Linked DNA regions of Macaca mulatta: region 1 is linked to region 2. The links are chromatin contacts, called in public Hi-C maps. All regions are on one chromosome and are shown on one strand. The core of a region is the stretch at or near the end of the contact, and the rest is flanking DNA. Distances in the headings are between cores, read along the strand shown. Region 1 holds the start of DDAH1 (dimethylarginine dimethylaminohydrolase 1). Region 2 holds the start of CCN1 (cellular communication network factor 1).

The links. Hi-C and Micro-C count contacts between places; a contact is called where the count stands out from the background.
Region 1: a contact with region 2 is called in a Hi-C map of fetal cortex germinal zone, with 4 times the contacts expected there. The contact joins the promoter of DDAH1 here to the promoter of CCN1 in region 2. A contact is called at or near these places in 2 of 14 Hi-C or Micro-C datasets (fetal cortex germinal zone and fibroblasts).

What each region holds. Positions count from the first base shown.
Region 1 is chr1:155,101,400-155,106,246 of T2T-MMU8v2.0, forward strand. DDAH1 (dimethylarginine dimethylaminohydrolase 1) reads left to right here and starts at 3,191. Exons shown (of 6, transcript NM_001266704.1): 1 at 3,191-3,642. The coding sequence starts at 3,340.
Region 2 is chr1:154,987,815-154,992,482 of T2T-MMU8v2.0, forward strand. It overlaps CCN1 (cellular communication network factor 1), which reads right to left and starts at 2,077. Exons shown (of 5, transcript XM_015144252.2): 1 at 1,791-2,077; 2 at 1,257-1,470; 3 at 550-906; 4 at 208-416; 5 at 1-92. The coding sequence starts at 1,853. It also overlaps a transcript of DDAH1 not described here.

The DNA.
Region 1 (4,847 bases), core at 1,941-4,440, 110 kb after region 2:
CTTAGAATTCTCATTCTCTCCTTCAGTTACTCACATCCAAAAATTATTCAAGGCTTAAACCAGGTCCAATCACCTTCAAGCAGCTTTCTTCCACTCCCACCCACCATAGAGATCTCTCTTTCTCTCACCTTCCTGTAGCACTTTGTTATGTATACCTCTCATGTGCACTTACCCCAGCTCCAATTCTGGATGTCTTGTTTTCCTAGTGAGATTGTGAGCTCTTCAAGGTCGGGATCATGTCTTTGTGCTTCCTTCTTTTGTGACTCTGAAGTGCATAACATGGTGATGTGCCTTGGGAATTTTCAATAAATATTCATGGGAAAAGTGAACATATCAATGTATTAAGCTCAATAAAGTCCATTTTCCTAAAAACAGTCCTTCATTGCTGAAGTGTAAAAGCATGTAAACTATAATCTACTGGATTTGGTAATTTTATTATTCTTTTTTACTAATATATACATTCTAACACTTTTTGACAACTGCTTAGAGAAGACAGAAGGCACGCTTATCAAATTTCAGATGGCACAAATTAGAAGTAATAAGTAATGCACGAGATAACAGAATCAAAACTAGACAAGTTAGAAAGAAGTAAATAACATTTAACAGGGATAACTACAAAATTAGATTTTAAAAGAACACCTACCCAATTTCAGTACTGAAAGACATGGCTAACATCAAGTTTTAATTGGCTGCTAGATTGACATGAGCCCAGAGTGGTACACAGAGCCCTGTTCATAGTTAGACTCAGGGCACTGAGTGGTAAGTGAAGTTTTCAGGTCCAACAAGGCACAGGCATGAATGAAGATTGCTAGATGGTGGCCAGTTAGAGACATACGGAGCCTCAATGTCTGGTAAAGTCTGCAGTAAAGGGCAGAATGAAGTCCTATACTTTATTTAACCTGGGAGCTAAATAAATAAACAATATATAATAAGAGTAAATAAGCTGGGTGCAGTGGCTCACGCCTGTAATCCCAGCACTTTGGGAGGCCGAGGTGGGCGGATCACCTGAGTTCAGGAGTTTGAGACTAACCTGACCAACATGGAGAAACTCTGTCTCTACTAAAAATACAAAATTAGGCAGGTGTAGTTGCACGTGCCTGTAATCCCAGCTACTCGAGAGGCTGAGGCAGGAGGATCGCTTGAACCCAGGAGGCAGAGGTTGCAGTGAGCTGAGATCGCGCCATTGCACTCCAGCCTGGGAAACAAAAGCGAAACTCCATCTCAAAAAAAAAAAAAAAAAAAAGAATAAATAGTAAACTAATTTAAAAATAAATAAATTTTATATTTAACCTGGGTAAACTTAAGATCAACTTTCACCTGTAACTTTGATGGGAATCCTCCATCTGAGGACACCATTAAGTGATTTCTGACGCTAAACTGGGTCTATTGTGGCTGCCTGGATCCCCCAAGAATTTTGCTTTAGAAGTACTACCTAGGCCGGGCGCGGTGGCTCAAGCCTGTAATCCCAGCACTTTGGGAGGCCGAGACGGGCGGATCACGAGGCCAGGAGATCGAGAGACGATCCCGGCTAACACGGTGAAACCCTGTCTCTACTAAAAAATACAAAAAAAAACTAGCCGGGTGAGGTGGCGGGCGCCTGTAGTCCCAGCTACTCGGGAGGCTGAGGCAAGAGAACGGCGTAAACCCGGGAGGCGGAGCTTGCAGTGAGCTGAGATCCGGCCACTGCACTCCAGCCTGGGTGACAGAGCAAGACTCCGTCTCAAAAAAAAAAAAAAAAAAGAAGTACTACCTAGTAGATCTTAAAGGTTTGTTATTTTACTTTTGGTCCCACTTCCCAACATCAGTGTCAGAGCTGTCCTTAAGACTCAAATTTCGGCAGGGCGTGGTAGCTCATGCCTGTAATCCCAGCACTTTGGGAGGCCAAGGCGGGTGGATCACCTGAGGTCAGGAGTTCGAGACCAGCCTCGCCAATATGGTGAAACGCTGTCTCTGCTAAAAATACAAATTAGCCGGGAGTAGTGGCGCGCACCTGTAGTCCCAGCTACTCAGGAGGCTGAGGCACGAGAATTGCTTGAACTGGGGAAGCGGAGGTTGAAGTGAGCCGAGATGACACCACTGCACTCCAGCCTGGGCAACAAGAGTGAAATTCCGTCAAAACAAAACAACAACAAAAAACAAACAGACAAAAAAACTAAAATGTGAAGCTGAGAATTTTGAAGCTCATTTATAAATTCACACCACCCTTGTGGGAGGGGAGAGAAGGCAGATCACATCTCCGGGCTCAACTGGGGCAACCATTCTAGGATGCTCAGACAGACCTGCTCCTAGAAATCCAGTTTCCTAAAAGCTGGGATCAGAGTTCTGGCAAGAAGGCTGGAGCCTGGGCCTTGGCCCTAGACCACCAAAAGTGAATACAGGCTTAGGCAGTGTTCATAGAGGCCCAGCATCTGGAACAAGGGTGCTGCTGTAGTCTGTGCTGGTCAGACCACACAGGAAGAATTGTTTCTTTTCCGGATGCTATGATTTTAAAAGGATACAAGCAAATTGGTGTGTATCAAAAGGAAGCTGACCAGAATGTTGAAAGGACTTGGAAACCAAATCACTAGTTACTTTTCAGTGGTTTGGGCTCCAGGACTGGAGGGGGTTAGGGTTGGGGGTAGAGGATGGTGTTAGGCAGCATAGATAATTAGAACTGTTTTCAGATATGCAAATGCTGTTTTGTGAAAACACACACACACGCAAACACACAAAAAACAACAAAAAAACTTGTACTTTAGGTAAGGCCAGAAAACAGAACTGGGACCCGTGCGATTTAAGCTTAAAATGAAGAATCTGTAAGCCATTATAGCTCTTCAAAAGTGGACTAGACTTTGTAAGTAAGCAAGGTTTAAACTGTTCACGCAAAAACCAAGAAGCCCTCCAGCCGCTCTGTCCAGACCGAGGCTGGCTCTCCAATTCCGCGCTGGGGACGATGGGAGGTGTGCACCTGCGACAGAACACAGGTACCGCCAGGTCTGGGTAGGGGTGGCTTTTCGCCGAGGTCCCCCGCCTGAACATACTTCTTGCCCTTGCTGCTTCCCCGGCCGCCTCTCCTGGCCCCACTCCTCGCGCGGCGCTCGCCGCCACAACTCCTGCCTAGGCTGGCGCGAGACCCGCCAGCGCCGGAGTGGGCGCGCGGGCTGCGCGCGGGCCGGCGCCCGGAGCTCTGGGCATGCTCAGTCGCGCGGGCAGGGCTCCGGGCGCGAGCTGGGCTCCTTCTGCACCACATTCAGCGGCTGCCAAGAGGAGCCGCCGGGCGCTCGCAGGCTTGTAGCGCACTGCCCGCGGCAGGACCCGGCCGCCTCCGCCGCCACCGCCGCCCCTAAGCCTCCGGAAGCCATGGCCGGGCTCGGCCACCCCGCAGCCTTCGGCCGAGCCACCCACGCCGTGGTGCGGGCGCTGCCGGAGTCGCTCGGCCAGCACGCGCTGAGAAGCGCCAAGGGCGAGGAGGTGGACGTCGCCCGCGCGGAACGGCAGCACCAGCTCTACGTGGGCGTGCTGGGCAGCAAGCTGGGGCTGCAGGTGGTGGAGCTGCCGGCCGACGAGAGCCTTCCGGACTGCGTGTTCGTGGAGGACGTGGCCGTGGTGTGCGAGGAGACTGCCCTCATCACCCGACCTGGGGCGCCGAGCCGGAGGAAGGAGGTAACTGCCCGCTCGGCGACTCGAGGGGCGCGGCAGGGGCGCGCGCTGGGCCCTCCCCTCCCGTCGGCAGCCGCGTTGCCTGGGGAGTAGCGCCATTGGCACCTGGGCTGGTTCACAACTTCCCGTCGTGGGGCGAGTGTGTGTGTGTGTGTGTGTCAGAGTCAGAGAGAAGTTCATTGTTCACACCTCCAGGCTGCCGGCAGCCTTCTGGAGGATCCGATTCAGTGTGGTTGTACGGTCTCGGGCAGGTGGGTGGGCGGGGGAGTCCGTCTCACCGGCATTTTTATTTCTGAAAATTAAACGGCAGCGACGACAGTGCAACTTTGAGTGTTTCATAGGGAGCAGGGGCCACGAGGGGTGCCGCTCCGGGAGGGCAGGTGGAGGCTGGGCGTCCCTCCAGGGGGCAGCGCCAGTCGTGACACCGAAGCCCCCAAGTCCTGCCTGGAGCTTGGAGCAGGACAAGCTGTATTAATTAACGGGGTGTCGGTGCCCACAGACCTGGGGCTTCTCAAGTTCATTTTCAGTGGTGGCGAGTGAGTCCCAAAGAACGGGACTAGTAAGTGAATGAATGGAAGGAAAGTGTGTTTGTGAGCTGTGCTAAATGTGTGCATGAATGGACTAGGTTTGAAAAGCTCTACTCTGTGCGGTGTTGGGTGTGTGTTTAATTAAGACATGGTTGTTTCACAAATTCCGTAATTTTTATTGTCTATATTTTTAAACTCACAGCAATTAAGAGAGCTTTCCTGTTCTCAAGGGTTGTAACTACTTTGAAATACTGCAGCTTGTGAAATGGCTGATTGCTTTAAGTGCAATGTAGGTTAGTGGGGAGAGACAAATAGAGTGCGATTGGATTTTAAAATGCCATCTGGTCTGGGATTCTTCTCATTGCCAGTTAAGAGCCCAGGCTCAAGACTCCGTTGCTGTTGGCATCCAGTGGCATTGCAAGAAGCTAGTGGTTTCTTTCATTTCTGGAGATTTAAGAATTTTTTTTCTATTTTGTCTGTATTCACTTCACGTTGGAAATGCTTCATAGAGCTTATGATAAAATATGCTTATTCCTCACCTGCTTCACTACTTGGTTGATGGAATCCTACATGGCCTGAGAAAATAGACATATTCTACTAATTTCTTAGTAAGATAATCAGCTTTTATTCCACCCTCCATTAGCAGAAAACCAAAAGAGTAACATATCTCTCTTAGCCCTT
Region 2 (4,668 bases), core at 827-3,326:
TTCGGCCGGTATTTCTTCACACTCGAACATCCAGCGTAAGTAAACCTAACTGGTTCGGGGGATTTCTTGGTCTTGCTGCATTTCTTGCCCTTCTGTAAGAGACAGGAGAGAAGAAAAGTTAGGGGTGATATTTCTCTTTCTTCAAAAAGAGATTCACATCCCACCCCCCTGCCAGGCAACAGTCTACACATCCCTGAAGGAACTTACTTTCAGGCTGCTGTACACTGGCTGTCCACAAGGCCGCACCTCACAAATCCGAGTTTCTTTCACAAGGCGGCACTCGGGGTTGTCATTGGTAACTCGTGTGGAGATACCAGTTCCACAGGTCTTTGAGCACTGGGACCATGAAGTTGTTTGAACAATACATTTCTGGCCATGTAAAGGGTTGTATAGGATGCGAGGCTCCATTCCAAAAACTGGAGAGAGAAATAAGAGGGAAGACTTCTCAGAGGCATAGCCACACAAACAGGCTCAAGTACTCATTTCTACAAAGCTTCAGACCAAAAATGCATCTCAGTACAGTGTCTGAAGGGCTCAGTCTCCACTTACCAGGGAGCCGCTTCAGTGAGCTGCCTTTTCCAACTGCAATCAATTCATTGTTTCTCGTCAACTCCACCTCGGAGGCATCGAATCCCAGCTCCTTGCCAAGGAGGCCGTCCTGGTCGTCCATGGGGTCCTTGACACTATCCTCGTCACAGACCCACTCCTCGCAGCACTGTCCGGTAACTTTGACCAGCCGGGGGTTGGGACAGCCCAAGTTGGGGAGAGACAGTTCTTGGGGACACAGAGGAATGCAGCCCACGGCGCCATCAATACATGTGCACTGATGTTTACAGTTGGGCTGGAAACTTTCCCCGTTTTGGTAGATTCTGGAGTTATATTCACAGGGTCTGCCCTCTGACTGAGCTGCAAAGATCACCAAAAGAGAAAGGTAGAAGGGGATAAAGTTAAGATTCCAAACCACCGCCTGAAACTCATACATATTTTCTGCTGTTAAATTCAATTTATGGTAAAGTTCCCTACAATTCCCCGGAGACTCTAGACCAGAACAATAAGTTAGTCAGGAATCACTTTTCCGTATGCGCTTTCGTTGGGCCCAGACACACTGAATTGCATTCCAGACTGCTGAAATCATGTGCCTTTCTGCCAAGCTACCAACAACAAAGCATCACCATACATGGTCTCAAAATTACTAAACTTCTGGACTATGGGGACTAGTATTTTTTTTTAAAGGGGCCAAACCACAAGCATCTTACCTCTGCAGATCCCCTTCAGAGCGGTGGAGCTGGCGCCGAAGTTGCATTCCAGCCCCTTGGTGTGGTCGCAGGGCTGCGTTTTGCTGCAGTCCTCGTTGAGCTGCTTGGCGCAGACCTTACAGCAGCCACAGCCGTCCCGGACCAGCCCAACTCCCGGCGCGCACTTGGGCGCCTCCAGGGGGCAGTGGCAGGCGGCGGGGCAGGTGGAGAGAGCCTGGAAGGGGGAGAAGAAACGCGTGAAACTCGGCGCGGTGCGCAAGAGGGGCGCCGCGGCTGCTGTAGGAAAGGACTGGGGTCTCCGACCCTATCGACAGGGAGCCTCTGACTTCGTCCAGCCGGGCCACCGAGGGAGGCTGCTCCCACCAAGAGGTCCCGACAAGTCTTTGGGGGGAGGAAGAGAGTGCTTAAAGAAACGGCTACCGCAAACGGCCGCGAACTTTTTATTTTATGTTTTCCTGCTGTGGGCAATCTGGGACCAGGGAAAGGGACTGACAGCGGACGGGGAATCGGTGGCAAAAGGAGAGTCCAACTCACCAGTCTGGTCAGGTGGAGAAGGGTGACGGCGAAGGCGAGCGCCCTGGCGATGCGGGAGCTCATTGTGGCGCGCAGGAGTAGCCCGGGGCGAGCGCGGCAACGAAGACGCCAACAAGCTGGTGCGCAGCGGCCAGGCCGTGCGCAGCGGGGTCGGGGTGGCGGCGCGGTGGACCCGGTGGGTAAGGAGGCGAGGGCTGGGCGGCGGGCGGGTGTCTTTCGCTCGAGGTCCCGGCGGAGAAGACGCGGAGGGCGCGGACGCTGCTCAGGGGCGCTCTCTCTCGCGGTCTGCCCAGGCGCCCCGGAGCCCGCCTTTTATATATGGGCCGGCGGAGGCGCCGCGTGTTGCAGTGACGTCGGCTCTGTCTGCGCGTTCCAGAATTCTCAAACATCTCAGGAATGCTGGTTGGCGCGGGCTGCTGCCAAGCGCCTCCCCTGGCTCCATTGCACCTTTGTGTGTGTGTGTGTGTGTGTGTGTGTGTGTGTCCCGTCAAGAAAACAGTTCGTTTTTTCCACCTTAAATTACTTCTGTTAGGAAGCGTTCTTTGGGGCGTGATGGTGGTGATGGTGGTTGGAGGGTCGCGAGGGGAGAGGGGGGCCAGTTCAGAACTTTGCCTGGACTGGGTGGGTGGGAGGACCTGAGAGGGAGGAACAAAAGTCGTTTTGTTTGGTGATTCGAGTTGACCGGGCACGGAAACCCTCACCCAGGAAGGCAGTGAGCTGTTTGCTTGTTTACAGCGAAGGTGAGAGGCAAGTTATCTGTTGAAAGAGTAGAACGTGGAAGAGGAGTGTGTCTCTGAGCCAGTAATATTTGTGGACTTCAAAGAGGCGTGTTCAGAACAAGTCCCAAAGCTTTGGCATGATGTTTATTAGCAAAATTCAGTGAATTGCAAATTAATACCCAGAGTGGCATTTATGAATGAAAAGGCGAGGGGGGTGCGGGGGGGCGGAACTTCCCCATCGTTTGGCAAATTCCCAGGCAGAGGTCTCCCCCACTCCTCCAGCCCTCCCCTTTTTTGGATATGTTGTACTTGTTTGTTTTTGGAGGTTCCCACTTTAGTTCCAGCCCACTGCCTGGGTTGGAAGTCCGAGAGGAAACGAACGCGGGGAGTTCTCCGGGAGGCTGACTTATACTTCCTCACGGATGCAGGAGACTGGGTAAGCCCTGCCCGCCTGCTTCCGCGGGCAAGAGGCTATGCTAACCAAGCAGCCAGCCAGAAGTGCAGGGGACCACCGTGGAGTGCTTTGGCCTGAAATCATCACCTGCAAAGACCGCAAGGCCAAACCAGATTCCAGTACCATTATGCCCTATGAATCTCTGGGAAAAGCAGATTCCTTCAAGCTGGACGTTTTGTGGGGTTTTTCACTCCTTTCCTAGGGACCACTGGAAGCCTCCCATTTTAAATGAATTGCAATGCCTTTCTCTCCAAGTACAGAAAAGAGATTTAGGATGTAATATTTTGTAGTAAAAATGTCAGCAGATTTTAAGATCCTGTTCTACCTGCAATACACTCAGTAGAAGACCCCACCACAAGACAATTTACTTGAACATCACCAATACCGTTAGTGTGATTGATAAACTTTCCCTGCAAGTTTCAAAAACTTTTTGCATAATTTTAATAAAAATGATGTGAGACTCATATGCTCTAGGATAACTACTTATCCTTTTTAATGTTTAGGGCTGTTCAGACTTCATAATTTAGCAGTCTTGTTTAAAAAGGCCCTTAGTGCTAATGCTGACTTTCCTGATAAGCACAATGAGAAGCTGTCAGGATGAAAACACACTCCAGTGAAGAGAACCCTTGCAGGAAGTTCAGTTTCATTCATTCCAAAGTGCCCTTTCATAAATGGAAGCAGCATTTGCTAGAGGGAGTGGGATTTCTAAAGCTCTGATGGAGGGTTAGGGTTGGGAGACTTTTCAAGACAATGGATTGTCAGGTGTTATGCAAATACAGTGAGGAAAGTCTGGGCCCAACATGTACACAGGTTAATACATCAATTATTATTTACAAAACATTATTTTTTCTGCCTTATCATTTCATTATTGTTTCCTTCTTAATGAAGTGATTGCGGGACGGGAGGGGGAAGGAGGGGTGTAGCCACAGTACGTGTTGAACAGAGGGAGATGGGAGAGAGAGAATGGAGAGGAGGGTTCCTGGCTTCTGTTGTGGCGTCTTTTCTATTTGACTTCATGGTTGTAAGTATTTCCAGATGGTGAATCAGACACCAGACGTAACAATATTTCCATATTTGGGTATAGCAGTAGCCTGCGTTTTTAACATTTTTCTGCCTCTGTTATCCAACCACAAAGCATTCTTGACAGCTTCAAATGTTGTTAAATATAGATTTAACTTCTCTTCCCAGAGCAGGAAATTCTTTGGAATTCCTTGTTTTTCACGCAATCTGTCTATCATGATTTAAAATAAAAGCACAGTGGATCATCCAACTGGCCGTATATACCTTAATTGGAGGTTGGGGATGGGGGACGGCAGAGATCCAGTCTGCCGCACTGCGTTCAAACACAAGCCATTCCAGAGATTCCTTTAAAGACACATTAAAATTTTCTAACAAGGGTGTGTGGGTTTGTTTCTGGACTTCAACTGGGGAATCTTGAGGATGAGTTTGCCCCAGAGGAGAAATTTAGAGAACCTTACTGTCAGCTGCCCATTTAAAGCGGGGGTGTGTTGTGCGATGGGGGTGGGAGGTTGGAGCAACAGGGCCAGGAGGTGTGGGAGCGGGAGACACTAGAGTACCCTATGTGCACAGCCTCTCCATATACCATGTGCTGGTGCGCCTGCTAGTAATCGACGACATTAGGCAACAGAAACAGCGGCTCCTCAAGTCCTGCCCAAAGACCGTCCAGAAACCCAAGCCTCCGGTC